3 separate regions of the Mus musculus genome follow, and regions 1 and 2 are each linked to region 3. A link is a contact called in public HiChIP or PLAC-seq data. All regions are on one chromosome and are shown on one strand. The core of a region is the stretch at or near the end of the contact, and the rest is flanking DNA. Distances in the headings are between cores, read along the strand shown.

Evidence for each region. HiChIP or PLAC-seq counts read pairs in DNA pulled down with a chosen protein or histone mark.
Region 1: a contact with region 3 is called in an H3K27ac HiChIP or PLAC-seq map of embryonic stem cells, with 8 read pairs. The contact joins two enhancer-like sites. A contact is called at or near these places in 7 of 484 Hi-C or Micro-C datasets (embryonic stem cells, myocytes, nephron progenitors and 1 more) and 2 of 115 datasets of contacts at active chromatin or transcription factors (embryonic stem cells and pancreatic cancer cells).
Region 2: a contact with region 3 is called in an H3K27ac HiChIP or PLAC-seq map of embryonic stem cells, with 9 read pairs. The contact joins two enhancer-like sites. A contact is called at or near these places in 1 of 484 Hi-C or Micro-C datasets (embryonic stem cells), 1 of 115 datasets of contacts at active chromatin or transcription factors (embryonic stem cells) and 2 of 9 other capture datasets (adipose tissue and pancreatic islet).

The regions. Positions count from the first base shown.
Region 1 is chr10:68,344,613-68,347,410 of GRCm38.p6, reverse strand. No RefSeq gene overlaps it. Among named protein-coding and RNA genes, the nearest start is that of Gm32748, 5.8 kb to the right of the region's middle. Within about 2 kb of position 1,265, at least 15 of the 459 cell types and tissues checked have an H3K27ac peak or open chromatin away from gene starts, as enhancers often do. A contact at or near this core is called in embryonic stem cells, where this site is marked.
Region 2 is chr10:68,042,790-68,045,654 of GRCm38.p6, reverse strand. It overlaps Rtkn2 (rhotekin 2), which reads right to left. Exons shown (of 12, transcript NM_001359319.1): 12 at 1,791-2,865. Among named protein-coding and RNA genes, the nearest start is that of Rtkn2, 65 kb to the right of the region's middle. Within about 2 kb of position 1,439, at least 37 of the 459 cell types and tissues checked have an H3K27ac peak or open chromatin away from gene starts, as enhancers often do. A contact at or near this core is called in embryonic stem cells, where this site is marked.
Region 3 is chr10:68,179,580-68,182,567 of GRCm38.p6, reverse strand. The region is part of intron 4 of Arid5b (AT rich interactive domain 5B (MRF1-like)); the gene reads left to right. All of the region lies in intron 1 of Gm51770 (a long non-coding RNA gene), which reads right to left. Among named protein-coding and RNA genes, the nearest start is that of Gm51770, 30 kb to the right of the region's middle. Within about 2 kb of position 1,612, at least 38 of the 459 cell types and tissues checked have an H3K27ac peak or open chromatin away from gene starts, as enhancers often do. A contact at or near this core is called in embryonic stem cells, where this site is marked.

The DNA.
Region 1 (2,798 bases), core at 16-2,515, 170 kb before region 3:
GATTTTAGGCCATGCTCACCCACCAGGATGTGCCAATTTCCATGTCCTCAAAGCTTGGTATCCCTACCCCCACCCCCACTCACTTCTCCTTACACAGCCCCTACCACATGGGCCAAACACACTCTTTTCAGTATTGTAAGCTGCATTTGTTTTGATGCACTTTAGCAAACTTACTTCTTAGGAATGCTTGAGAACAGACTTAGATTTTAAAATAAGAGGAACTCTCCAAAACGAGCCTGGTTGTGATAGAACAGGACTTAAAGTTGGATATATAATTGCACAAGGCATATGATTTCAATTCCTCAAGTTTGATTTTTAAAATTTCTTAGAAAGTGTATGTTAGTAAAAATTGTATTCTTGGTAAACAAAATATTTTATTTAAAAATCCATTACTTCGTAAGTGTTAAAAGAGTAGACCAGATATCAAATGTAATCTCTGCCTTTCTAATTCTCTAAAAGCAGGAAGTGTTGCATGTATTTTCTGGGGGAAAAAATGAATATTGATGGTTTTTCATTCATCATGGGTTTGATATAGGGCTGCATTGTTTTTTTGTTTTTTGTTTTTCTTTTTTTCTGGCCATTGTCTCACTGAAGTCCACAGCAAGCTGTTGCTATGGCTAGTATTCTGTTCTATTTATAAATCAGGAAGTTAGGTCCGGAGAAATTAAGGGGCACTTCCAGGGTCATAGAACTGAAGAATGTCCACAGCAGGATTTTAGCTTTTTCTCACTCTAAGTTGAGAGTCTTGTGCTATATCCAAACCCATGATACAAATTATTTAGGTAGACATCCAGACATATATATCTCTGTGATAAGAACATTTGTTCTCGATTTTGTAGGGGACTAGAAAAATAATAGCATTTCCCTTTCCTAAATAAATCTATAGTGGGATGCCTGATTGTGTTAGAGGAGTAAAGGGTCAGGGGAGTACTGGGATGCTCTATCTAAAGGAAGAAGGGCTGAGCTCCCTGGAAACTGGGCGGATGGGATACTGGGTCTCCCTCCGGAGACGTTTCCCACAAGGCCTCAGTCCAGGTGTTTTGACTAAAGCCTGCTTCCACTTAGTTCACCGGGGGTATGGTTGCTTATCTTTAGCGTGTGCGTGCCTAGATTGCTCTGAGCACAAATTGAAAATCTCCAGCAGGCAGAATCAAACTCACAGAAGTTTGTTTTGCCTCGTCAGGTCAGCCTTCGCATTCAGCAATAAAGAGGCTCCTCTAACACAAACGCAGCTCCTGCTTCCCTGTGGCCGCTGCCACATTGAACCCATTGGTAACACACTAGGGGATTCATGCACTCCGGCAGGAACGGGATGCACTGCAAAGCAGGGATGCGTAGGGACCGGGAACGTGGCCCAGGGGGCGGGGGGTGGTTAATTGTCAGCCTTGTAAGCATGAAGACCCACCTGAGTTCAAGTTTCAAGACCTCCATTAAAAATGGCAGATGTGGTTGCAGGCATTTGTGTTCTCAGTACTGAGGAAGCAGAGATGAGTGGCTTCTACCTTAGCCTACTTGGCAAGTTCCGGGCCAGTGGGGTGGGGGGAGTGGGAATTATCTCACAAATGTGGGGGTAGGGGTTCCTGAAGAATAATACACCAATACACCGGTGCTTGATCTCTGACACTGCATTTATGCGCGCGCGCGCGCGCGCGCGCGCGCACACACACACACACACACACACACACACACACACACACACACACACACAGCTGAAGCGGGTATCCCACCAATCCACTGATGGCGCTGCCTTTGAAAGCAGCTACTGGAGTCACAAGGCTGACCTTTGGAGTGGGAGAAGTTGAACGCCAACCAGGAGGAGCGGAGATTCCACAGAGCAGCCCAAGTCATGCCAGGTGCCCCTGTTCCTACGGGAGGCATTTTTCCTCCCTCTAGCTTTGGTCTCTGTCACAGGCTCCATTTCCATCATTAGCGATGAAAAGAAAATATGTGTGAGCGCCAAGAAACGTCTCTTTCCTTGAAAACACACGGAGGTCATTGCTTGTGCCTGGGCCACAAAGTGGTGAGGCAGTTGCCTGAGCCGGCAACTCATTAAACTTCGGAACGAGGTCCGTCTTCTGTGCGCCTATGTGTTTTCAAGCTGTTTTGTGACACATTGTCAGAAATCAGGTATCCAGACTCTCGTGCTCTGGCTTTCAACGGCTGCTTTTGCACTTCCCTTTCACACAATTAAACACCCTACGCTACTTAACAGAGCAATAACTCACACATCAATAAAGCAATAAATAATTGTGCTGAGCCGGACTCTGGGGCCTAAGCAGCAACTGTGAGCAATAGTTTGGATTCATCAATGGGCTTAGATAATAGAAAAGCAAAAGCCTGTCAAGGACTGGAGAGAAACCTTCCAGATTCCTAAGCTATGAATGGATGCTAGCTCCCAGGAGGCTTGCAAGGAGAACACCAGCAGGAGAGCTAGCCCAGAGGTCAACCATAGCAGGGTTTTTTGTTTTGTTTTGTTTTGTTTTTTGGGTTTTTTTAAAGATTTATTTATTTATCTTATGTTTGTGAGTAGACTGTTGCTGTCTACCGACACACCAAAAGAGAGCATCAGATCCCATTACAGGTGGCTGTGAACCACCAAGTGGTTGCCCAGAATTGAACTCTGAACCTTTGGAAGAGCAGTCAGTGCTCTTAAGCACTGAGCCATCTTCTCTCCAGCCCTCCTCTCTCTTTCTCTCATAGCTTAGCTGGACCTCATAAATCTAAGGCTCTGGAATCAGAATCTGGGAACCTGGATTTTATTTGTACATATGTGTGTATCCATATATGTGCGTGTATGT
Region 2 (2,865 bases), core at 190-2,689, 140 kb after region 3:
CTCACCTGTGATTCAGTTCCGCGAGGTCCAAGGACCTCTTCTGGCATCCATGGGCACACATGTTTGCATGGGTGTGTATACATATGCATGCATGCGTGTGTGTGTGTGTGTGTGTGTGTGTGTGCGCACATATACCCAGACAGAGACAGAAAGAGTCTCTCAATAAAAATTAAAAAAAATAGAAATGCTTTTTTTTTTTTTAGCTTTTCAAGACATGTTTGTTGGTGTAGCTGTCCTAGAACTCGCTCCATAGACCAGGCTGGCCTCAAACCCAGAGATCTGCCTGCCTCTGCCTCCCCAGTACTGAGATTAAAGGGAAACGCCATCCCCGCCCATCTAGAAATGCCGTTGAAACTGCACAGGACAGAGAAGACAACTGCCAGAATGTAAATGGTCATTAATTGCACCTTAACTGCTACCCACCAACGCACTCTTGAACGAACCAATGAGTTCCGGAAAGTTCTGGCTCGGAGATACAATTCACTGCAAGAAGCCTCTTTCTTCCCCCCTTGCTCCAGGCATCTGCAGCATCTCTAACATGGCTGCCCCTGCTGAGTTGCACAGGCGATTGCATTTAAATGGCATTGAACACAAACTACTCCAAATGCCCCTATAATTTCAATTTGGACTGAATTAATTAACTTCACAGTAGGTGGCCGAGGTATCTAAAGGGAAGACTTGCCAGCATTGCCTACCTACCTTGCACCGGTGGTCTCTAAGAGACCGTTCCTATTGATTTTTAATGAACAGTGCTAAGTGAGGGAGATTTTCTCCTAAAAGGCAGAGACAAATATTGATAAGGAATGTGTGGTTTTCTACACACAGCCATATCTGCTTGAAAGTTGTGTGTGGAACAGTGCAGACAGTTAAAAACCTGTGAAATCAGCAAGCGCGGGCCGTGCTTGGTGTTTCGGATGGATTTTAGCTTGAGAAGTGTGTATTTACGTTTAAAAGGGTGTTCTTTCTCTTCGAAAGATGTCAAAATAAGGAAATTGCTGTTTGTAATTTATAGCACAGACCTAGAGGTGTAAGTGCAACTGCCAGAGACGTTATCTCTCCGTCATGGAAAGCACCTTAATATGAAATATCTGGGATTTTTTTCTATTAAGTTTCTCCAATTTTAAATGTTATCAAGATCTGTTAGCGAAGAAATGATTCGGAAGGACACTGGAGGACGACCTGCTCACACAAAGCTGCCTCACCTTTCCTATCACGCATCCCTCCGCTCTGCGTTCTAGTTCAGCAAATGAGGGAAAACTTCTTAAAAATTCCTTGGAAGCTTTTAAGTCAGTATCTCCGGATATTTTTAAGTTGTGAAGGAACGTGAGACAAGAGGGAAGGAAGGTGGAAAGGGTTAGAAGGAGGGGAGTAAGAGAGAGAAGGACAAGCCTGTCCTAACTTCTTTTGTTGTGCGGGGTGGGCGTGACCTAGCATTTGATGAGCAGAGTGATACAGAGAGGAACCTCCAGGAACTGGTGGGGGTTGGGCAGAGCTTCACTCACCATGAGGCTCTGGGAAGGAGGCTGGTTTCAGACCTGGTGCAAAGCTGCCCTCTGAGAACACAACTCCTCCAGAGTGTCTCCAGGAACACATACATACATACACACACACACACACACACACACACACACACACACACACACCCTAAATTCTTCCAGCGGCAACTTGCACACGAAATCAGAAGTGGCTGGTGAATTTAAATCCCGGCCTGCAATAGAGGAACACAGTAAGTGAGGGGCACAGCGGGGAGGGACGGGGGCACTTGGGTGCCAGGAATCAGAAGCAATTTTGCCAGCAGCATCTTTTAATTAAAAAAAAAAAAAAAAAAAAAGAGGTTGCATCAAAAGTTCATGGGCATTGTTGAAGATATCGGTGAGGGCTAACAGAGGCATTTTCAAGCAAAAAATACAACTTTACTGGGGCTGGAGAGATGGCTCAGGACTTGCTCTTCCAGAGGTGCTGAGTTCAGTTCCCAACAACCACATGGTGGCTCATGACCATCTGTAATGGGATCTGATGCCCTCTTCTGGTGTGTCTGAAGACAGCTATGGTGTACTTAAATACATAAAGTAAGTATTAAAAAGAAAGAAATGGCAATTACCACCAAAACTTTTGAGACCCTGTTAGATTAAAACAAAAACAAAACCACGGCCACCTATTCTTCAAGTTTCCATGGCTGTAGGAGTCTCCACACAGCTTCTGCCTTCTGCCTTCACAGAGGGCCCTTTGTCGCTGCTCTCGGGTTCCCCTTTTTTACTGGGGGTCCTGGGCAAGCAATAGTGTACATATTACCTGTTAGTTAGAGGAGCACTGTGCAGAAATGAGAAACAAAAACAAGACAAAACAGACAAACTATCCCCTAAAAGCGATGAATGGGTTGGTCCGATCAATACCTTTGTTGGCCACTTTACACAGATGTAGTTCCCATCCAGATGGACAGAGCTCAGCAGCCTGGAGCCTCCTTCCTTCAGTGTGATGGTTTGTGGTGCCCGTTAGGGCTTGGGAGGTCCTGGTCTGTTCAGGACTGTTTTAATACCCTCTGGGAAGTTTTGCTTGGAAATTATGATGACATTTTAAAACCGTTCCGCTGTTCTTGTTTACAAAAGGGGTTATTATAAAAAGTGGGTTTTTCTTTTTGTCCACTTAAGATATTCATTCTCTTGCTAGTTATCCCCCCTATTCAATTTATAATCCTGTTTGGGTCACTGTGATTAGTTGCCATGGAAATTACCTTCTATGGAAATGACGCCAATGTGATTACTGAATGAATATGACTTTTAACGGGCAATATCAATAACCGACATCAGCCCTCACTCAAAAAAAAGAAAATCTAATTAAAAAATTGAAAAAGGATTAATTCTGAAA
Region 3 (2,988 bases), core at 363-2,862:
AAATATATCCTGGTTTTAATTAACTAGCCTCCTTACTTGGAGAGGTTATTTTAGGCTTGAAGGGTTTTGATAACATGCCATCTGCCTTCTTGTCTGTATTATGCAAGTCCTTCTCTTGCTTGCAGTGCTGGGTAATGTCTAAACCTATGATCTGAGCATAAATTGAATCATATTAGTAGTAGGTGATTGAACAGCTTCAGCCCCGACATCCTGCCTGTATTCGTCCATCTTGTTGGTGACACAGCTCTACCGCTGCCCTGTGCTTTCTTAGCACAAGATAATTGACTATTTAAAAAAAACAACAACACGTTAGACTCCCCATTGAAGCATTATGAAAATTCATTGTATCGCACATGCAATTAGGAAATGGGATTTTTAACAACAACAACAACAACGGGGAGCGTGAAGAAAATAGCATTTTGTTTTCTTCTGAAAAATCTTTCCCATAAGCATGGTTGCTGCTTCCACTGTCCTGTGTCCCTCACAGACATTTTCCCAACAGCTCCCCTTCTGTCTCTTACCTGGTTATGTAATGAGTTCTGTTTTGTTAAATGGCACTCTGGCATTTATATTGTGTGTGCTATAGAGGCAAACCACTGGGTGGGGGTGGGGCAAACATTTTGTCTGTCCTTTGCTGTTAGAACCATAAAAGGTCCAGCACTTTGTAATGAGCAGTGTTTACAATACCATCACGTCAATTGATTTCACATGTGTGAAGGGTGGACCAACTAATTTCAAACAGAGGCGCACCCAGAACAACACAGGAATGAGGCGCTAGCTTTCAACAGAGGACTGCAAAGGTAGCCCCATTTACCCCAATACTGTGGAGACAGTATTTAAGAGTAGGGAGGACTAAATGTCTTTTGACGTGGTTCACTTTTACATAAAAGATTTTGTGTAAAATGCTTGCGTGCGCATGTGTGTTTTGAATTGCCGAGACGTAAGAAGCAGAAGTCGCGCTTTTTTAAAGTTTTTTGTCAGTTTAGGTATCTTGTGTGTTTCTGGACAAGAGTATGGGGCAGGGTGAAGCGTGGCTTTGGTCAACTGTGTGTGGGACAAAGAGATGACATGGGCTGTCATTAGGTATTTGGTCCTTGTGTAGACACCATGAGCTCTGGCCTATAGGGAGAAAACCTTGGCTGCATTTATGCTTAGGCAGACGTTCCACTGGGGATGGCGTGTGGGAAAGGGCTACACACTGAGGTAAAGAGAGTGCTAAGGCGCACCTGCAAAGAGATCACGTGATCGCAAAGAGATCATGTGATCGGGGCTCAACCATCTGATTCGCTACAGCAATTGCCATGAGGTCCCTTACGTGTTCCATCCTTAAAAACTGGCATTCCCAGCCGTCTTACCAGGTTCAGAATAAGTCACTGCTGTTACACACACACACACACACACACACACACACACACACACACACACACACACACACACACACACGCACGCACGCACACGCACACACCAGGGATCAGTAGACCAGTATCTTCCTAACAGATAACAGATAACAGATGAAGGTTGGAGTGAGGATCAGTCTCAGGCTGTATTCATCTGCTCCACTGTGTGTGCCTCTGTTGAATCTGGCTTGCTCACACTTCACACATGTGAAACCAACCTGCTTCTGCAGGAATCTCAGGTTAGACAGTGTGCGTGCGTTCATGGGACATCATTGTGCTTGCTCTCTGAATCCTAAGGGAATCCGATTCCTAGAGCTCCTGGGGGCTTCCCGAGGGAATGACGGTGTGTGTAGTTGTCCACAGCTCACAGGCTGTTTTAAAGATACTCTTCTGAGTCTTTAAAGACTCAGATACTTCTGATACTTTCAAGAGTCTTCTGAATTGAGCTTTGCCCTTTCCCATTTCCTGTTAGTTGCAATGGTGATGTTACAGCCAAAAGAATTAAGAGCAAAGGGAAAAGACAGAGTAGGAGAGGTAACGAACCTTGATTTTTTTTTATTATTATTTTAATTTTTAAAAATTTTAAAATTATTTATTATTCACGTACTTATTTTTTGGTTTTTCCAGGCTGTGCGCAAACTCACTCTGTAAACTAACCTGGTCTCAAACTCAGAGATCCACCTGCCTCTGCCTCCCAAGTGCTGGGCTTAAAGGTGTGCCACTGCCACTGCCTGGATGAAGCCTTGAATTTGGGTGGAAAGCAATTCAAAACATGCAAAGTCATTATGAATCAGAAGCTGCCTCTTCCCCGCCCCCAGATCACGTGATCTGATCACATGCTTTGCTGGAAATGAAGGGAAGGCAGTTGTTGTCTTAAGGATTATGGAAATTTGCAAGTAAACTGTTTTTGCTTCCCCCACCACCCACCCCCTCTTAGTAAAGTGGCTTTCATGGTCACATTTCTTGGTCACAGTGGATTCTGATGATCAAATGGTTTTGCTCCACGTTTGGGAGTTCACCGTCTCTGGTGGTCACCATCTCCCAAAGGACAATAAAGCAGTCATTTGTCTTTAATTGAAAGTGATTAGGAAAAGAGGGCTTCAGGCATGCAGCTGTTGCACAGAAGGCCTCCACCTTCAGGAACCCCCTCTGTGCCCTCCTGGAACTTTCCTGGAGTCTGTTTATCCCTAGAGTACAGTTGTAGCAAGTCACCCTTCTGCTCTGTGCTCTCAGACAAGAGGCAAAAGAAAATGTTTACATTCTGATAGCGAAGCAAATCCCTGTAAGTCTGTGGGTAGAGGCGCATCTGACGCATCCCACGTAATGATTTAACACGTGGGCTCCACCCACTGGGCTGTGGGTAGGAAGGGGGCTTGAGAGGGGACCACCCTGGTCAGAGGGACTGGTAGCCTGGATCCCAACCCACTTAGGGATTCAGGAAAAGATATTTTATCTTGCTGCTATGAATTGATTTAGAGTCAGGTCTTAAGGAATGCTGAGAACTAGCTCTTGTCTTTTTCTTTTGGGAGAACTTAAAAGGATATCTTAAAACAACTCGGATGGTTTTTGTAGCCGGGAGGACTCAGAGAGT